Linked DNA regions of Gossypium hirsutum: all the other regions are linked to region 1. A link is a contact called in public Hi-C data. All regions are on one chromosome and are shown on one strand. Each heading gives the region's core, a stretch centred on a gene start, on an enhancer-like site or on the middle of the called end of the contact. The rest is flanking DNA. Distances are from core to core; before and after follow the strand shown. Region 1 has its middle 60 kb from the start of LOC121225874. Region 2 holds the start of LOC107919791 (ankyrin repeat protein SKIP35-like). Region 3 holds the start of LOC107920397 (serine/threonine-protein kinase ATG1c).

Region 1 (2,820 bases), core at 149-2,648:
GAAATCTATGGCGTTTTTGAGCATTTTTCTTGGAGATTTATGATGGAAAATGACTTGGGAACGATAAGAAATCAAGGTATTGTGATTTGGGGATAAAAATCAATGGAATGGTGAGGGAAAGAACAAGGGGCGGCAACTACAAACTTGAAGAACAACTATCGCGAGTTTAGGCTGAAAGTAAAGGTTTTTAGGTTCAATTTCAAAAACTGGTTTAATTGCCACATAAATGCTCACTGTTTTAACTATGTTACAAATTAGTTCTTTCTCTAAAATTAAGGGTTTCTAGAACACTTTTTCAAAATTTGGTTTGACAGTTAAGATGCTAGAGTCGAAAACATTACCAAGTACCAACATTACAAATTTTCGAGCTTGACTAGGCCAAAATTCCTAAAATACCCCTAAAACTCCTAGGCCCTATTTTGGGGTGTTATAGGCCGACCCAAAGGCCCGCCCGAAAAGTGGGATGGTTTGGGTAAAAATATAGGCCCGAAAAATGGATATGGGCAAAAAAAAGGTCCATTTAGAAAATGAGCCGAGCCTCGAGTAAGGTTTTTTTGGCCTGGGCCCTGCCCGGTTCGAATATGCAAAAAAAAAATATTGCAATTTTTTTGCTATTGTTTTAACCTTTTTTTTCTATTTTTTTTTTCACTATTTTGCTACAATTTCACTATTATGTTGCTACTATTTTGTTGTTATTGTATAATTCTTATTTTATTGTTAATTTTGTTACTATTTTAGAGGCATTTACTTGTTAAGTTGCACCTATCTTAGTGTTATTTAAGTATATATATATTTAAATTTGTTGGGAAATATTTATTTTAATATTTTTATATTTTTGATATATTATATATATTAAAAAATATATATAAATAATATAAAAAATAATATGGGTCGAGCCAAGTCCAGGTTTTAATATTTTTATTCGGACTGAACTTGAGCAAAATTTTAGGCCCATTTTTTGGGCCAAGCTAGGTCTGGGCCTAAAATTTTGGTTGTGCCCGGCCTGGCCTATAAGCACCTCTAGTATGAAACCATGATTTTATGTTATTCCTATCCTTCTCCCTCTCCAATAGGAGAATAACAAATCATATTTTTTCTCTTGATTTTTAGATTTTTTCTCCTGAAAAGAATTCAAATCCAGCTAAAAATATTAAAAATTAAGAGCAAAAATCTAATTTGTTATTATCCTATTAGAAAAATATAAAATCATAATTTTATTCAATCATTTCTTACCGGAAGATGAATTACATGTCAAACTTATTTTCAAATTTTTATTTGTTGGTGCTATCATTACTATTATAATATATTAATTAGGATTGACCCCAACCACACCTGGTGGGAGCCATCCTTTGATCATTTACTTGTATTACCATTCAACCTAAATTGCGTGCTAATTCTACTTTCACATTTAGTAATAGGGACCCTACCGCCAACTTTATCGTTATCCATGTGCCAAGATAAAGAAACAATATAAAACCTCTATCTTTTATCATGCTTCTACCTGGCCTTTCTTTTCCTCCATTTTCCTTCTATTTTGTTTCTATCAGTATAATAAAGGAACTTGTCAGTCCATCACCATGATACTTCCATCCAAGTTTCAAGGTTCGTTTTATCTGCAAGTTGATTTTCAAAATTTTGTCTTTTCCTTTTTTCCTTTTTGTTATTCGATCTTAATTTTCCCCCCAAATGATAGAACTAACTAAGCACTTGACAATTTTTAAGAAACTTAATACTTGCGACTCTATGTTAATTATAGCAAGAAAATTTTAAGAAAGTTTGGAGCTTTACATATTATTTCTGGGTGAATTCAGGGAAGAATAGAATTCAAAGAAGAAAAAACTTTATATTTTTATTAGCTGTTTTCTTACAGTGACAGCTTCAAAGTTGTTGTGTTTGCGATTATTGTGTTGTTTGGCTTTAGTCAAAGATTTGTTGTCTTTGATGTCTCACAGATGAAACTGAAAAAAGTGACAAACCTTCACCACCTTTGGATGTTTCGGTTGCATTCCCTCAAGCAACTCCAGCATCTGTTTTTCCTCCGTCTGGTATGAATTTTATAGCTCTTCTAAAATCTTGTATTTTTTCATTAATGCATCTCAACTTGATAAAATATTGGTTCTGGAGTGCTAAATCTTTTTATAGATTTTGACTATGTGTTGTTATCAAATGGGAAACCTTGAGTTCTAATTATATGCGTGTTTTGCTTTTGGGAAAAATAAATACAGTTTCTGATTATTATCGATTTGATGATCTATTGAGTCCTGAGGAGAAGACTCTCCGAATGAAAGTAAGAGAGTTTATGGAAAAAGAAGTAGCTCCTATAATGGCGGAGGTATCTTTCAGATGCTGTTCATGATTGGTCTAACAACTTGGATTGATGATTTTTAGGGTTAATTGCTTTTTATCATTGTTTTTACTTACACATTTACCAAGAAAGAAACTGATCTGAAAATTTTCCCAGTATTGGGAGAAGGCAGAGTTTCCATTCCAAATTCTTCCAAAACTTGCTGATCTTGGAATTGCTGGCTTTAATACCGAGGTTATTCCTACATTAAATTTTTGTTTTTAACTTATCTCCTTCTTTCTTTAAGTGTAACTCAAGTGAGTATGATGTTTGGTTATCTATGATTTGCAGGGTTATGGATCCCCTGGTCTCTCCATCACTACTAGTGCTAATGCAAATGCAGAGATTGCTAGAGTTGATGCAAGTTGCTCTACATTTTTATTGGTGCATTCTGTAGGCATGCTTACAATTGGTGAGATTTATGAAACAACTTTCCTTTCTGTTTTACATATTAATTAATGGCATGTGTATATATA
Region 2 (2,700 bases), core at 117-2,616, 160 kb before region 1:
ATAATTATATGTTCTTTTACTAATCTCCTTTAAATAATTTAAAAATTTTATTCACGAGAGATAAATTCTTATACATTTTTTTCTTACTAAATAAATAATTAAATTACACAAAATTATTATATAGTGATTTGATTTTAATTTTTATTATTTGTTCAAATAATTTTTTTAATGATTTTTATAATAATTACCATATTTTAAAATTTAAATTATATTTATAAAATTATAATTTATATCGCCAAATATCACATAATATTGCAATTACTAAAGGTATAAAAGTACATGAGTAAATGAAGGAGAAAATTGGAATTTTATTAAAAAGCTTGGAGTTTGTGGACTTTATAGCCTTCATATTAATACATACGTGGTAGTAGCTGAAAAGAAAAGGGGAAAATGGGAAGAAAAGCAGAGGCAGCAATTTGATATTGGTATCTAAGAATCTGAAAACCATATAACAGCGGCGGTGGGGGGTTTTGTCTGTCTCTCCTTCTCTCATTCCATCTCCATTCTAATTACTCATCTTCCCCTATCTTAATTTCTCCATTTTGGTATCTAATAACTCCATACCATACAACAGCGGCGGAGAGGGTTTTTGTCTCTCTCTCCTCCTCCTCTCATTCAATCTCCATTCTCTTACTCAGGTTCCCTATCTTAATTTTTCATCGTTTTTTTTTTCTTTTACTACTTTTTACTGACCAAACTCATCCTTTTGTATGCTTTAATGCTTCAATCTGATTTTTTTTCACCGTGATTCTTCCTCTTTCTCTGATAAGAATTATTGGATTATATTTATCAAATTGGGTTTTTTTTTTTGTTCTGCGTTTGGCCTTTTCCCTTGGATCTCTCATATTGAAGTGGAATAATTTGAGACGAACAAGGGCTTTTAGGGTTTTCTACGGATGGAACCCCTTTCATGCTTTTAATGGCCATCTCCGCTAGATTTGCTCATCCCTGTATATATTGCTCCTTTAATGATTTTTCAGTTCCTTTCTTTTGTTATTGAATCCTTTAGATCGTTCTGAGAAGAGTTTCTCTTGCTTTGCTTTGGCCATTCTCTCCCTTTTATGTCTTATGCGTTTCCTTTGTTTTATTTTTCTGGGAATTGATGTCTGATCATTGAATATTCCTGGTATTTGGGCTTTGCTTTTGCCTTCGGATTAGGTGACTGGCACTAGAAAATTATTGTTAAGCATACAAAATTTCGGTTTATTTTGCTGCAAGAGACATGCATCTAGGTTTTTGAGGACACATTTTCTCTTCGACTTTTTCTGACAGTTTGGTGCCTTTTGAGGATGGATCCTTTCCTCTTGATGGTTGAGACTTAAGTGTTCACTTCATTTGTGACTTGGTTTTGGTTGCTGAAAATTTGCTCAACGAATAGTGTAACTAATGGAAAAAGGGAGCGAATTTGTTGTGGGGAGTGAAAACATGCACTTAGAGGAGCCTTGGTTTACTGGAATGGATACTGAGGAAACTGAAATTGGACAACCAAACAGTGAAATTCAAGGCTTTCGATTGGAAAAAGGTGAGGCAAGCAATATGGTTTTCTCGACTGAGGCACCCCTTGTAATTAAAGAGTCATCAACTTCTGGTAGTTGTAGTTGTAGTCTGAAGAAAATCAAATCTACAGTAGCTGCGAAAGGCTCCGAGTTCTGCCAGAAGGATAAATCTGGGCACGACAAGAAGCTCAGCCGACAATGCAGGATTGAGTTGGGCCAATTATTTCAAGGGGCCGTGAGTTCCCATGATTGGGAACTTGCTGAGAGTCTAATCTTGTCGGCAGATCCACAGACTCTAAATGATGCGTTGTGTGTCACCTTGGATGCTATCTGGTTTTTGAGCACCCAACAGGAGCTTTATGGGATTACTGATTTGATTAAGAAGATCATTGCCAATGGTGCTTATGACTTTACTAGAGCCGCTCTCCGGACTTCATTTCTTGCTTCTTGTGTCTCTGCTTGCCAGAGTCGCACGATGAGTCTTGCTGACACTGTAACTGTGATGGCCCAGAGGTAAACAAGCTGTTTCTTTTGACTAGTAGATAGATAATAAAGCTTCTTTGAAATTATCTTCAAAAGCATTGATGTTGTCAGTTGTCACGAGGGGAAAACCTGTTGATTTTAGGTTACCATGCATTTCTATATAGGTAAATATAGATCTTGATTCTAGTTTCTAGCAACGAGAAATTGTTATCCTAAACTCCACTAATAGGGATCACATATAACCATCTGCAACTTCTAACTTCAATTTTACTTGGTAATCATTTATATGTTTATGTATTAGATAAAATTGTTTTTGTAAGGCTTTACATCTGTTGGATATGTCTGTTATGATTTTGTGTTATATTTTAAATATTGGAATATTCACTGGTAAGACATTAAGTCTGTCAATGGCTTCATGCATGCTGTTTGATATGCATGTTACTCTTTGTCAGTTTTATGTATGATCACGCATAACAATCAGGTAACTGTACATTTATTGTTGCATTAGACTCACTGCACTTATGTTCATCATATAAGAGAATGCTAACTATTGTGCATTTCTCCCTGCTTCTGGCTTAGATAGTTTCTGAGAACTGAAGTAGAAGTTGTTTTCTGTTTTTCTGTAAATCTGATTGAATGAACCTTCACACCTTTTTTCCCATGAAGTAAGGTTTGAATTCAACCAAAAAAAGTGGCTTTGAATTAGTTATTGGACTTGGAG
Region 3 (2,700 bases), core at 81-2,580, 180 kb after region 1:
ATATTTTAGAGATATAGATACATATAAGCTGCAAGCTTCACAAAATAATACATGAAAACTAGATTTACCATTTAGTTTCTTGACCACTGCAAATTTACCAAATTGCTTCCCATGATCCTTGAGACTTCTCCATTAGTATTAGTTGCTGAATTCCCAACGGCATCATTTTTCAAATGTTTTGCTATAGGAAGGAGATTATGGATGCTATAGGCTTAACTTTGTTTTATTGCTGGTTAATTTGACTAGATAAGGTGATTGATTGTACGTTTTTATTGTTTAAATGATGAATCTTATGGTGGTTTATTCCATTGGGTTGATTTGAAGGATTTTGTTGTGTTAGATTAGGCGTGATGTGCAATTTAGGTGTTCAATCCCCTGTAAATGATGTTGCTCATTTTCTGTAATGAGTTTTCTTATTAATAAAAAACTTTGCTTAGCAAAGAAAAAAATACAATATATAGATTGACTGAAATTTCACTATTCGTAAATTCTTTCATTCTCTGCTTCTATCAAATACGAGTATGCGCGGATAGCTCTTTTCAATAAGTAGATTCTTCTCATTTTCAATATCGCATTCTAAAATATCTTCAGTTAAAAAGAATCCACATCCTCCGTTCTTTCATCATTTTCCTTAAAAGAAGAACTTTCCCTCAATAAATGGCGCCTCAAATTTCAGTCCCTACCTTAGGTAAACAACTCATGTTCAAATAGCTCCATTTCCGCCACTTCTTCCTCTCCTTTATCGGCATCCAAACAACTCCCTAAAATCTAATAGTAAAAGAAAACAATTAAATAAAAGGGACCAAGAAGAAACGAACCTCAACAATATCATGCAGTCGAATAATATTAGGATGATTGATTCTCTTCAAAATAAAGATTTCCGACATCAAACTATCTTGCAACTTCTTATTGAGTCGACCCGTTACGATCTCCTTTATCGCCACCTCGGTTCCATGAACTCGATGCCTCGCATGCCAAACAATCGAAAAGGAACCCGACCCGATTTTCCGGCCCACTAAATAGTTCCCTACCACTCTTCCCCTCCCCGTTGCTTGAGCCATTACAGACGAACCTGGAACAAAAAGAGAGAGAAAAAAGCCCAAGGATCCGACTCCAGAGCTTGAAGCTTTAAAATATGGTATAGAATACTGGAATTTGGATCGTCAGAAGATCCGACCCGAACATTAATTGGATTTCCGATTGACCGTGCAAAGAAAAATAATCTGAGGAAGAGTGAGGAAGGAGGGTGAGATGAGAACTTGATTTAATGAGTTCTCTAAAATTTTGCATTCTATTTGTTATGGGTTGAATTATTGAGATTATTAATTGGGATTAGCGAACGTAATTGAGGATTAACGTTTTGTGATTCGATAATTATTTTGTTTTTTTATGAAAACCATAAGCTAAAAGCGGAATTAGACGGTGTATATATTTTAAGATACGGTTACTTATACGGTGTAACCACGGATGTTAGTGCGTTGGCGGTTTTTAATTGGGTGGATCAGTGTGGTAGGTGATGATGAAAAGCTCCGATATCAGCTTTTAACACCTGTCCGTCAGACATTGGTTAGACAAAAGCGACTTTTTCGCCTTTTATGAATTATTTAATACTTTAATTTGCATTTTCCAAGTTTACTAATAAATATCCTTTTAATCAATTTTTATTAGATGTGGAGCTAAAAATTTTAATGTTTCTTAAATAATTTTTTATTATAAAATTAAAACAATAATAAAAATGGAAAGATGATTCAACTTTCAGTTAGGATGCAATAAGGGTACGTTTGGTTCACTGTAATGGAATAATGGAATAGAGCTGTAATTGAATAGAGATGTAATCAGTAATTTAATTGTTTGGTTGAATGAAATGGAATGGAACTTTAATAGTATTTTGTGTTTAGTTGAATTAAAAAATGTTAATAGCATAAGGAGAAAAAACTAAAATGACTAGAATACCCTTAGTAGAATTTTTTTTAAGTAGATGATTATTGTTATTGTTATTAAATTTTAATAAGATTAATATTAAAAATAATTTAATAAAAATAATAAATAATTTAACCATATTTTAACATAATTATTATTAAATATAATTTAATAAAATAATATATAATTTAATAAAATTCTTAATATAATTATTATTATATGAATTTACTAAAATCATAATATATAATACTATAAAAATAATATATAATCTACTTTATTATTTTTAAACTGCAATACATATTTAATGTGCTAAAATATCTTTAGTGAAACAATAATTTAATTATTCTACAATAAAAAAATAAAATATTAAAAGTAATAAATAACTTGAGAATTATATTTCACATCCAAACATAATATTCATATATTAAAAAAAAGTTGCATGATTTCATTAGTTTATATGTCATAATCCATATGTTATAAAATTTTACAAAATCAAAAAGTTACAACATTGTAATGACATCCTATCATGTCATTATACCATCCAAATATTACAAACACAAAAAGTTACCAAAATATCATCAACATAACCATGATTTTTAATGGTAAGCAAGAAATCTTCTAACCTGTAATACCCCGTATCCGTCGCCAAATTAGAGTTACGAGGCATTACTGAACAAAACACAACCATTGCAAAATCAAAACATATACATTGTATATAAATATTTAAAATTTAATAAACTTGATCTAATATTAAATATGACATATTATGAGCTTCACTTA

Evidence for each region. A called contact is a pair of places that touch in the nucleus more often than the background predicts.
Region 2: a contact with region 1 is called in a Hi-C map of leaf, with 1.7 times the contacts expected there. The contact joins the promoter of LOC107919791 here to the enhancer-like site in region 1. A contact is called at or near these places in 13 of 34 Hi-C or Micro-C datasets (anther, callus, hypocotyl and 2 more).
Region 3: a Hi-C map of anther shows a contact between it and region 1, with 3 times the contacts expected there. The contact joins the promoter of LOC107920397 here to the enhancer-like site in region 1. A contact is called at or near these places in 5 of 34 Hi-C or Micro-C datasets (anther, callus, fibers and 2 more).

The regions. Positions count from the first base shown.
Region 1 is chrD13:25,378,444-25,381,263 of Gossypium_hirsutum_v2.1, reverse strand. It overlaps the pseudogene LOC107920525. Among protein-coding and RNA genes, the nearest start is that of LOC121225874, 60 kb to the right of the region's middle. Within about 2 kb of position 1,398, at least 5 of the 9 cell types and tissues checked have an H3K27ac peak or open chromatin away from gene starts, as enhancers often do. A contact at or near this core is called in hypocotyl and leaf, where this site is marked.
Region 2 is chrD13:25,535,451-25,538,150 of Gossypium_hirsutum_v2.1, reverse strand. It overlaps LOC107919791 (ankyrin repeat protein SKIP35-like), which reads left to right and starts at 1,366. Exons shown (of 3, transcript NM_001327162.1): 1 at 1,366-2,009. The coding sequence starts at 1,387.
Region 3 is chrD13:25,198,195-25,200,894 of Gossypium_hirsutum_v2.1, reverse strand. LOC107920397 (serine/threonine-protein kinase ATG1c) reads right to left here and starts at 1,330. Exons shown (of 13, transcript XM_016850104.2): 1 at 819-1,330. The coding sequence starts at 1,061. LOC107920551 reads right to left here. Exons shown (of 6, transcript XM_041108927.1): 6 at 2,297-2,589. The coding sequence ends at 2,587.